Linked DNA regions of Mus musculus: regions 2 and 3 are each linked to region 1. Evidence: chromatin contacts called from public Hi-C and targeted proximity ligation data. All regions are on one chromosome and are shown on one strand. The core of a region is the stretch at or near the end of the contact, and the rest is flanking DNA. Distances in the headings are between cores, read along the strand shown.

Evidence for each region. Hi-C and Micro-C count contacts between places; a contact is called where the count stands out from the background.
Region 2: a contact with region 1 is called in a targeted proximity ligation map of pancreatic cancer cells. A contact is called at or near these places in 2 of 130 datasets of targeted methods (cardiomyocytes and pancreatic cancer cells).
Region 3: a contact with region 1 is called in a Hi-C map of uterus, with 2.0 times the contacts expected there. A contact is called at or near these places in 2 of 484 Hi-C or Micro-C datasets (both in uterus) and 3 of 130 datasets of targeted methods (the NIH/3T3 cell line, differentiating embryonic stem cells and embryonic midbrain).

What each region holds. Positions count from the first base shown.
Region 1 is chr19:27,361,739-27,365,522 of GRCm38.p6, reverse strand. It overlaps the pseudogene Gm50113. Among named protein-coding and RNA genes, the nearest start is that of Gm35554, 19 kb to the right of the region's middle.
Region 2 is chr19:27,029,533-27,033,304 of GRCm38.p6, reverse strand. No RefSeq gene overlaps it. Among named protein-coding and RNA genes, the nearest start is that of Gm815, 150 kb to the right of the region's middle.
Region 3 is chr19:26,976,754-26,980,901 of GRCm38.p6, reverse strand. No RefSeq gene overlaps it. Among named protein-coding and RNA genes, the nearest start is that of Gm815, 93 kb to the right of the region's middle.

The DNA.
Region 1 (3,784 bases), core at 178-2,677:
CCCAGCCAGGGGACCCAAGGAGATCTTTTTAGTGGTTCCTCATCTGATCTTTAATCCTACTTTAAACTTCATTGCTTAGACTCCAAGCCACACACACCCTGTATCCTTCTGCCCTCGGAGACTCATTGTGTGTGGTAGCCGCTACCTGAAAACACGAAGCTTATACTCTTTTTTCAGACAATGCCACTCCTACAACATTAACTCAAATAGCTGTCATGTTCTCTCTCTCTCTCTCTCTCTCTCTCTCTCTCTCTCTCTCTCTCTCTCCCTTTTCAGCCCACACTCACTTTCCCAACTTCCAAATTAAAAAAATAAAATTAAATAAAAATAAAAACAAAACACCTTGCTGGAGTCTTCTCATAATTCTCAATTTTGACTCTGAAATAGCAAAATTAAAACTTACCTACTCTACGAGATTCAAATATACTAAAAATCAAGAAAAGCATTCTAAAAATATCTTTTTTAAAAATCTTATCTAAGGCAGAAATGGTAGTAAAGAGAAGCTAAATTAAAAAAAAATAAATTATCCTATCTTATATAAACAAGTACACACAAAGTAACCCTGGCAGTTGGTGCCCTGCCCAGCAGTTTGAGAAATGAGACAAAAAGAAAACCTTCAGAGGCTTTTCAGCTTTCAGAGCAATCCCTGCTCCAGGGGGACGTGACCTTGGCTGTGTCAGGAAAGTTCCTGGGCTGGCAGCTTTGTAAACTGTGAGTCATAATCCTGTCACCAAACAGAGAGGGTCAATCTTTCAGAGAGGGGGGATGGGGCTGGAGTACCAGGTTCCCAGGGCCCAGTCAGTTACCCAGTATGGCAGTTTACTGATTGGTGTTAAGGTTCAGTCTCTAGTTAAAGAATCACAGTACGTCTGCTGAGTACCGGATGCTGTGGCGATAGCAGTGAACAAGACAAACGGGGTCTCGCCCCTGCATGCTTAACATCTGTTCGTCTTCTCCCTGTAGGGAAACTGCACACGAAGTCAATTTATGATCAGAAAGTTGTGTCGGGACCCTGAAACCAAAAGCAAAATTAAAATGGTGATGCTCTGTGCAGCACTTCGTGAAGTATGCCTGCCCAAGTGCGGGTCCGTGGGGCTAGTCATCTTCTCCTGAACAAATGCTGGAGATGGAAATTAACTTGGGGGTGTTCAGGTTGTTTTTCTTTTTATCCCTTGTATGATACTGGCGCTTGAACAAAGATCTCCTACACCCTGGGCAAATCCTCTGCCGATGAGCTACATCTTTAATCTCTCTCTCTCTCTCTCTCTCTCTCTCTCTCTCTCTCTCTCTCTCTCTCTCTCTCTCTCTCTCACACACACACACACACACACACACACACACACACACACACACCAGGTATGTATGGAGGGGCATGCTTAGAATATTAGCATTCAGGAGGTAGAGGAAGGCAGATCTGACATCAAGGTCCAAACGGTCTAGAAAGTGAGTCAGAGCAGCCAGAGCTGAACAGCGAGGCGCTGTCTCAACAAAACAAAGCAAAGAATAAAACAAATTGAAATGAAACAAAGTTGGTTAGAAGACTGTAAACAATAACCATGAATACTTGCCCCATTCTGATTTCCCGTGGTTAACATCTTATCCCAAATATTTCCAGGTATTTTTCTCTTTTAAAGAAAAATCCTTTTTGTTGTTTTAGTGAAAAAAAATAATGGTTTTTATGGAGAGTGCACGTAACGAAGAGTAGCACAAAGGTCAGGGCTTAAAAATATTTACTCAGAATATGACACCCAGAAATAGTTTACAATTAATATTATTTTAACTCTTATTTATTTATTTATTCATTCATTCATTCATTCATTCATTCATTTAATATAGTCTTAGTTTGGAATACAGACTGGCTTCAAATTTGCTATGTATCCATGCTATTCTTGAATTCAAGATCCTCCTACCTCAGCCTCCCAAATGCTAAGATTACAGGCATGCACCACTACACCCAGCTTGTCCAAACACTTCCTTATAAACACATTCTATTTGAAGCAAGGTAGATTGAATGGCAGTGATTTTGTGTTTTTTTTTTTTAAAAGCATCCTGTTCTATGGGATTGTTTTAGAAGAAAAATAGAAATACAGAAAAAAGGAACAATTGAACTTCAGAATATTATTTTTTTAATCTACAAGAGAAAGATTATTTATGCTTAAAAAGGTAATTGTGAGAAACATTGGCACCGGAGCTTATAAAAGCATTTTGTTAGCATATCTTATGACTTCATTATGACATTTTCACACACATCACACACACAGTGTATTTCTATCACATCCACCATCTTCCCCCTCTCCTACTCCCTCTCACCCCCCTCCTTCAGCGGATTTTATAAGTCGATGTCAGTCGCCTTTATCTTACAGGAATATGGCATTTCAATACGCATTTGTCTTTCTCCTTCTCCAGATCTCTGGTTTTGTTATGCTAGCTTCTGTATGTCTGTGTGTTTACACACGCAGATGCACATACATGTGTTGACTATCACTGTATATTTGCTGTCACAGATTTGACCACTGCATTCTGTCTACAGCCTTCATTCCCATTTCTGTCTAGTATTAGCTTGACACTCACTGAATTTGACTTAGTACTTAGTCTTGTTTTTGTGTGTACGCTCCTGAGTTTTCTTTTGCATTCTTTGTAAATTAGCTGGCTACTGATTTCCGATTACTGGATATTGGCACTGTGCTTGCTGATTCTTTCATTTATTAAAATATACATTTTGAATTTGAAGCACTCCCCCTGGCTCGGTATGATCTCACCAAGTCATACTTTCTTTTCCTTAGAACTTCGTAAGACAGCTTTCTTGTGTTCTAGTATTAAAACTATACAGTAGAGAAGTCTGGAGCCTGGCTAAACGTTCAGCCTCTGCAGGGGCTTTTCTCCTGTCTGCAAGTGAAGCTTTTAATTTTCAGTGGCTAAGTAGGCTATATCCAAAATTTCCTTGCTTCTGGCTTGCCCCATTGAGTTAAAGATGACCTTATATATTTCCGTGTTTTGTACATTTTCTGCTATCTCTCTCTATATGGAATTTTCCAGTTTCCATAAGTACCACTTATGGGACTGTTGGATTACCTTTATGTCATTAGTTTCTCTCTCAATGATGTAGTAACTGTCCATCCCCATGGAGATTAGCCTTGTCTTCCTCTTGTTTTTAGTGTTGTCTGCTTGCTTCTTTTCTACATCATTATGTCTATAGTTGGTTTGGCTCCCACTGTGTTTATGGTCTTATTCCCTACCCTGTAATCTATCTTTTAGTTCTGTTTATCTAATCAATAGAGCCCCATTTGGAGCCCCTTCTATAGGAATAACTGTTCTGCCCTCCTATTCTACAGGCAGGATAACTGTGTGGCACTACTCTGTTATATTGCTACTTTCCTCTCTGCTTCAGGAGTCCTGACAAGAATCATGCTTTGCATTTGGTTGTGATGTCTTCTATTGTCTCCATTCAGTCTGCTATAGCAACGTATCCTGGACAGGAAGCTTCTAAATGGCAGAAAGCACTCATCTTTCTGGAGGCGGAGAAATCGAGGATTGAGCTGCCATCAGGTTCTGTAGAACTTGTTTCTTCATTGTAGAAGTCATCGTCTTGTTGACCCCTCACAGGGTAGAAAAGTGAGGGGAGATGTGTTAGTTAAGGTTTCATTGCTGTGAAGAGACCACCATGACCAAGGCATCTCTTATAAAGGGCAGCACATTTAATTGGGGCTGGCTTATAGTTTCGGAGAATCAGTCCATTATCATTATGGTGGGAAGCAAGACATGGTACTGGAGGAGCTGAGAGTTC
Region 2 (3,772 bases), core at 560-3,059, 330 kb after region 1:
AATACCATTGAAAAAAAAAAATCATCCTCAAGACTGCAACCCAGTTCCCATAGAGTGCAAGCGCCCAAGGACAGCAAACTTGGCGCTCTTGATTTTGAGTCTCATCTGCCTAAAGCAGGGATTGCTGGAAACTGGTTTTCCTGTGCTTCTTCCAGAAAGTGATCCTCCTTCTGTGTCCTGTATATCTTCTGTGTATGCTCAGATCCTTATACACCTTGCCTTCTGCTGGTGGCTCCAGGTGTATTTTTTCCTCTTTGTGGCATGGATGCCACAGCCTTACTGTGTAGGAATAAATCCAAACTCCCCCACTTAAAGATGTGATTCAATGGGAGATTAGCACCCGTGGCTCAGTTGGTACACATTGAAGATGGAACCTAACCACCTTTCCTCCAAAACTTCCAACATCATACACTTCCAGTTTAATCAGCTTGCATCACTAACTGCCTCCGGGCTGACCTCCTGTGGTCACTGTGCATACAGTCTCAAGTGTGTGATCCCACAAGCATGCCCACGTGGTACTCAGGACTCCGTCTGCATCTTGGTTTATGCACTCCGTGAGCAGTTATTAGACTGTGACCTTGGCCCTTTTCTGTACACTTGTTGTGCTTCAATAAAGCACTTAAAATTGTTTGTTGGTTAAGTTGAACCCATGGAGCCAGAGGCAGCTCTTGTATCTTTTTCTTTCTCTATAGGTTAAAGTGTTACTGGGAGCCAGCCAGAGAGGACCACTCAGACACAGTTTGTAGCCAAATGAAAGTCTTTATTTCAGTCAGCTGGGACAAGCTTCTGGTGTTTGTGATCTAAGTGTAGTCCTGGAGGACTTAAAGCAAGGAGCTTTTCAAGGTTAAAAGCCACATCCTGGTGTTTCACTCTGACTCTGCAGGTAGGAGAATGTGTGCATATGTGTGTAAGCAAGCAGTTTAACAGAAGCTGTTAGCTAGGACATCTTGACCTCAGATTCCTAGAATAGAACTGGATAATTTTTCTATGGGATTCTTCATCAAGGAGATCAAATTCTAGATAAACTTGAAATAGTCTCAGCAAAAAGACAAGATTGAGGAAACTGTACGGTTTGCCCTGTCACAAAATGAGTATTCATTTAGCATCACACACACACACACACACACACACACACAGTGTGTGTGTGTGTGTGTGTGTGTGCAATTTATTTTATAATTACATAAAATTTATAATTTGTAATTATCTATAAATATAATTATATAGAATTAATATTATTCATATTAGAAATAAATATATAGTAGAAATAAAAATAAAATTGAAAGGCATTCCTGTTCGTAGTACTCGGATTGTCATGGTTGATATTTAGTGTGTGATATTTATTTTCTTTTCATTTTTTACCAAGAAAAGAAAAGAAAGAATTTGTTCATGTTTTATAACCTTTTCCAATGTGGCCTACTTGTAGTCCTAACATTCTATTTGTAAAGGGGTCCTTGTATTTCATGGAAGGGAACTGCACAATTATTTTACCAGCCTCTATCGGGAAAGATATACACAGCTCTAGTATTTAGCAATGCCGCTGTGACGAGCTTTGCTGCTAAATCATTGCATCTCAGAGGAGCTCCACTCAACTTAAATTTCCATTTTTCACAGCACTCCTCCAGGTCTTGTTTGAATTTCCTGGTCTTTGAGGGAATTCAGAATTGCTTTATTATACACTACATCCTCTGAACGATTCCTATGAAAGAGGTGCACGTCACTGGAACAAATTGTGAGCCCTTTACGCAGATAGGATAGGAGGAAGCAAGGGCGCCATTGGCTGAAGTGGGTTGGCATGGGAAACCCCCTTTCAGTCACAGATCTGCTGGGCACCCAGGCTACTCAGAAGCCCTGTTGTGACTCACAGTGCTATTTCCTTCTTGAGTGTTATTTGCTATGTTTCTTTGGTGCTAATGACTGCAAATTGCTAATGGCTGTGAAAAGCTAATTGTTTTGCAAGGTGTTTCTGTCCTGATTATCAGGGGAGCACACAGTCACAGTTAAGCAGAGATTCATTAGCGCCTCTGACATAGCGCTCTTGGGGGATCTTCCTCTCGGGCTGGCAAAGAACCAAGCCTCTCTACTGACCCAGAACCAGGAGGACTGTGCCTGCCAGACAGCAAATCAAAGCAAAGGAAAGGGGTTTAGGGAGCATGTCCTAGGAGTAAACAGAGGAAGCAGGATACAGTGTGCTGTGCTTCCAAGACCTGAGCAACAGAAAGTCTTCTCTTTGCAGGAAAGTCTCCTAAAATGATACCATGTACTAAATAAACCAATCTGGACACCATGAAGGTCCTCTATGGCCATTTCTCTTCTGAGGAGAATACTGAGACTCAAAAGAATGACTTCCACCAAACTATTTTACTCCAGAGATTAGTGTCTAAATTGGTTTGTTTGATTTTGTTGTTGAAATGGAGTCTCACTATTTCGCTCAGGTAGACCACTAACTCACCATGTAGCTCAGGCTGGACCAGTTTGCTGATGGTGGAATTACTGGTATGCATCACCATTTAAGGGCTAGAGACTGGACTCTTAATCACTATAGAGTAACACTTCCTAGAAACTCATGGGCTAGCCTGGGTCTCTCTCTCTCTCTCTCTCTCTCTCTCTCTCTCTGTCTGTGTGTGTGTGTGTGTGTGTGTGTGTGTGTGTGTGTGTGTGTGTGTGTTTCATTATAGCCCATGGTTAAAAAAGTTGGGCTGGTCAAAGAGCAAAGAAACAACTCCACACCAGATGCACTAGATAATGAAGATTCCCTTCTGCTGCATTCCTGTCTGGAAGGCACAATGTCTCCACTACTTCCACTGAAGTCCTGTGTTCTAGAAAACCTGGGTAAAAACAAGCACGAGCTTACTTGTCATTGCTCTGTCCTTTGACTTGAGTTCAGCCATGGGTTTGACAGCGAAAGTGAGGGGCGGTAATGCTTCTGGAACCTCCCCTACTAGAAATGGTGCTGCAGTATTTGCATGGGCTCACTAGAACCATGCAGCTGGAGAGAAAGCACTGTTGGGCATTACTCTCTCCTGCCTGGAAAAATTATTATCTCTGTCTCTCCACCTTCCCTAAACTTCAGTGGCTAGTCTCACCTAGCCCCTGCCAAACATCCCTGGTCACCTGCCTGTAGTGGAGGCCCTAGCTCTCTCCACCCCAGACCTTACATGGCTTTTGCATTCTTGTTCCTCCAAAGAATGGTAGAAAACCCCTCTTTCCTTCCTTGTGTCTGCCTTTTCCTCCTGGGACCTGGAAGTCCTGCCTTTACCTTCTGCCCAGCAATTGGCCACCGAGCTTTTTTTTTTTTTTTTTTAACTGACAAATCAAGAACCAATTGGGGGGACAGGATGTTGGTATCAGAATCTCCCCTTACACAGACCTTCCTCCCCAGACCCCAATGTCTTAAAGGCATCTCTCTGCTTCTGTCTTCCTTTCCTAGACACTCTATTCACTGTTTCCTACTCATAATTTCACTTGCAAAATTATATTTCTAATTCTTATAATATTTCAAAAAAAATAATAGAATTGACAGCAATTGAAATTAGTGGAGACAATATGCCTGGTGCCTGAGATTTCCAGGAGGCATTAGCTGGAGGTCATCGCACACATTCTTTGAGAAAACAAAGCAGAGGGACCCAGGCATTGGGAGGGCAGCCTGCTAATGCTGGATAGAAAGAACAACTTTGAAAAGCCCAACACCACCATTTACAGTTAAAGGACAAGCTGCCTAGGCAACCAGAGACTGGGGTGGGCATGGGGGGGGGAATGAAGAACTGGACTCACC
Region 3 (4,148 bases), core at 1,087-3,586, 390 kb after region 1:
CCTCCACGCCTACCATTGCCCAGGTCAATGCACATGCTAAGTGATATTTGCCGGGGCCCAGGTTTAGATAAATATAAAGCATTCCCAGGTTTCTTGTCTCCCATGAGGACTGTAGTAGACAATTATCTCTTGGAACCCTATCACCAGTTAAGCCCACTGGGACCTTATTAGATCATGCTGGCTCCCCATCATCATTGTCCAGGCCAATAAATATACTGTATACTGTTTGTCAAAAGCTCAGTTTTAGATGAACATGAAGTAGCCCAGAAGGTTTCTTGTCTCCCATGAGAACTGTAGTCGACAGTATCTCCTGAAGTCATATCTCCAATGAGGCCCACCTGGGATCAGAAGTAAAGATTTCTGGTTTCTTTAACAACTCAGATGTGTCACGTGATATTTTCTGGAAGCTGTCTTGTGTGTGTGATGGTTAGAAAGAATACAAATGGAACTCACAAACAGTGAGAGGCTGCTCTTGCATTGCTACAAGGTGCAATGCTTTGCTTCTTCACAGGTCTTTGCTGGTCTTCACTTCCCAGCTGATTCTGGCCACTTCTGCTGACTCACATCCATTTGGCAGAGTTCTGCTGTTTCTGCTGGATAGTGTTGCTGCTACTGATTTGTGTTTGGTGTTTCTTATTGAACTGGGCTGCTGGTATCCTGACAATGAATTGTGGAACTGCCCTGATGAATTACTTCTAACATGTTCACAAAACCCTTTTCCTATTAACCTTCTTTTCCCCCTACTTCTGGTCAGTGGGTTAGAAGAGAGGTTCAAGCATTCAAGAATCCTAAATACAGTAGGTTTTGGGAAAAAAAAAAAAAACTAAGCCTAAAAGGATCTTATTAGATCCTGTTGGTTCCCCACCAATATCTAGTTTCCTCTTCTTCTGAAAATGAGAATTTATTTTACTCAGAATTGCGCTGCACTCTCCTTGAAACTTGGATGTCCCACTCTCCCTTGAGGTATTTTCACTAAGTTCTAGCCAATGTTATGGAAGTGATTGTAGTGGGGTGGAGCAAGACCCAACTCTTAAATGGGAAACCGTACAGCAGGCTTACTTCCCCTCCTCTGTCCTTCTGTTTGCTTCTCAGAATGAGCCATAGCTGAGAAGATTCTGTAACCATTTTTATACAGTAAGTGAACTTAGGGTTTGAAGGGGTCACTCCATAAGGAAGGTAGCATGTAAGAATATATCCAACTCCCAAAGACAGGGCATTGCCATGGTAACTTTGGGCTTGCTTCTGGGAAACAACTTTTATAACCAGGAAGAGAAATGAAATAAAGTTCTGTGTATGCTGTTTTTCTGTTAATGAGTCACTCTTCCTAGACTTGAAGATGTGTGATCCTGTGCTAAGTGGGAGCTCCATCCCAGCCCCCCTCCCCCAGGCTTTTCTCCTGTCCTGGAAGAATCTACTTAAGCTCCGTGTCCCTGCTTGATCTTTTTATGCAAGAATAGGATCACTGGGACATCTGCCTCAAAGATGATATTTAGAAACTTCTTAGAATAGTCTCCCGTATATGGTTGTCATGAAGCAAATGTTAGTTTTTGTTATTTTTATTGTTATCAATATTCATGAAAGGAGCAAAGCTGTCCTGACATTGATGTCAACTTGACTTTGGCCTTGCTAAATTAATTGCTCCCTTCAGAAGGGCTTGCATTTCACTCTGATTGTCTCACACACATGAGGGCTCCTCCTGATTGGTCTCAGCGTTTTCCTCTTCTGTGGAGATGCAAGAGATGTGGATACACATCCCTTGGCTTCTGAACAACCTGGTTTCCATTTCCATATAATATTAATATAATATATTGATATATTATGTATTATATATTATATTACATATTACATGTTACATGTTACATATTATATATATATATATATATATATATATATATATATATATATATAGTCCCACTTTGTGTTCAAACTGTAAGTCAGCAGCAACTCTGGGGAGCTGTGTCTTCCTCCATATTAAATAAAGCCCTGCAAACTTTACAGCTCACAGACATACCGCAATCTACACTCCTCAGGAAATAAAACACAACTATCTCTATGTCACAGGGCTAGATGGGGCAGATGTTATCAAGCCCTGTACACACATGTCGCCACTATGCAAACAACAGAAGAGGCCCGCTTCATCAAAGGGTTTAAACCTCAAATGAAAATGAGTCCAGATGCCATCACTGGGCTCCCTGGGTCATGAAAACAGGATTGGCTGAAATTGAAAATGACATGGGAAGGATGAGGTGCCATTTGAGGAAGACACAAAAAACCATGAAGCCCTGAATGCTCTGTGTCCCCACCCACATTGTGTGGCATCTGCTGTTGAGCCATTGTCTTTTGCATCCTTTTGTGCTGGGCCACCTCGGAGATTTCTGGGACAGTACAGGCGTCTAGACCTGCTCTGAATAGGCCATTTGCTGGGCATTTGCGTGTCTAGCAAGGGTGACTGTGTGGGGCTTGCCGACAGGAGGATGGCCACATGCTTGCTGTGGCAGATAATGGGTAACTGGGGTGAGGTCGGGGGCCTCCCATGAAGTTCCCCGGCAGGTGCATGGGTAGAGGAGTCTGGCTTCTGTTCGTTTACAGAAGCGGCCGTTCTGATTTTCCTGGATCTGTTTCTCTGGGCAAGGGAGGAAGAAAATGCAAATGAGTCAAAGGAGAAACAAGTCACCCATGCACAATCGGTGTGAATTTACCACTCTGATTGCAGTCACATCAGCCGCCAGGAGGACTGTCTGTGCTGGCATGGTTCAAAGAGCAGGCTCGTTGGGCACAGGCAGCCAGGGCACCGGCATCACTCTCCGCTCATTTTTGCAAGTCTAAATGGCCTGACTGCTCATCTTGGGTGGGGGATGAAAAAGAATATCTTCCTGAGTTTACAACCCCCAAGGGATCTGCTCTGTGCTCAGGGACTCTGCACATCCTGAAAGAACTGCCCCAGGGCTCTGTTGGATATTGTAGGTCACCAGCAGTGCATGGCTTAATAAAGGGGAGAGGGAGAAAATTTCAAAACAGCTACATTTTTCCTGCCAGACTCGGTGTGCGCCCCTGAGTCCTATGCTTGCTGTCTTCCTGGGGCTTTGGATAATTATTGAATTGCTCTCTGATTTGAACAGATGTTGTCCGAACTGCTTTGCGGGGCTAGCAGAGAGTGGCTGGCTAAACAGCTCTCAGAGGTAGAAGGAGAGGGAACTGTTTCCTTCTCAATGGCCACAGAAGTACAGTAGCTGGGTCTAGCACAGAGTGGGGTGGACAGTTGAGACAGCTTTCTGTAGAGTTTTCAGTGTGCAAATGCTTCAAGGGGAAGACGACCAGGGATATAATGACCAAGCTGTAGTTTCAAAAAAAGAGTAAAGCAAACTGGCTTAAGGACAGTGTAGGAAACACCAAGGGGAGCAGCGTTGCTTTTTATTTTATTTTTTTCTCAAAGACAAAAGCAGGACCCTTTTCGATCTAATGTTAATTAATTCCATATTGAGACAAGCACTTGTGTTTATCCTCGACTGGGTCCTTTCATGTTGGGTCTAACTGTTGTTCAAAACTTGAAAGACTGTGATGCTTTTTGTTTCTAATCCGGGCCTCTATGCTGCACTCAGAGGCATATTTCAGCACACTGTCCCAAGCATAGTGCTGTTATGGTTGTTTATTATATCACCAGCCTCACCAGTGACAATAACGCAGTCCATTCTGGACCAGGATATGTAAATGCCACGGGTAACATGATTGCAACCCCTCTCCTCTTCTGAGCCCAGCTGAGCCATGAAATCCGGCAGCTGCCAGGGAAGGGATTATAGTCTTGCCTTGGGATCTCGTTAGGTGCTTGTATGGTGGTGAGCAGGGCTTCTGCTCTATGTCATAGGATTCCCACATGGCTATCTCTCTACCAGGCAGAGTAATACCTGTGTTCTTCCTGCAATCTCAGGGTGTTAGGAGGATTAATGAGATTATCCTATTGTAAAGAATTTTGACATCAAAAAGTAGACCCTCTCCCGTGAAAGAGGCAAGCTACCCTTGGCCCTCTGAGAAGCCATCACTCTGACTCAAGCCTCCCTGGCCCCTCCCCTGCGGCTGTGTAACCTTGGTGTCCTTCACTCTGGTACTCCGCACACTGTATTGTTGTGGTGTCCTCTGGGTCCCAGAAGATC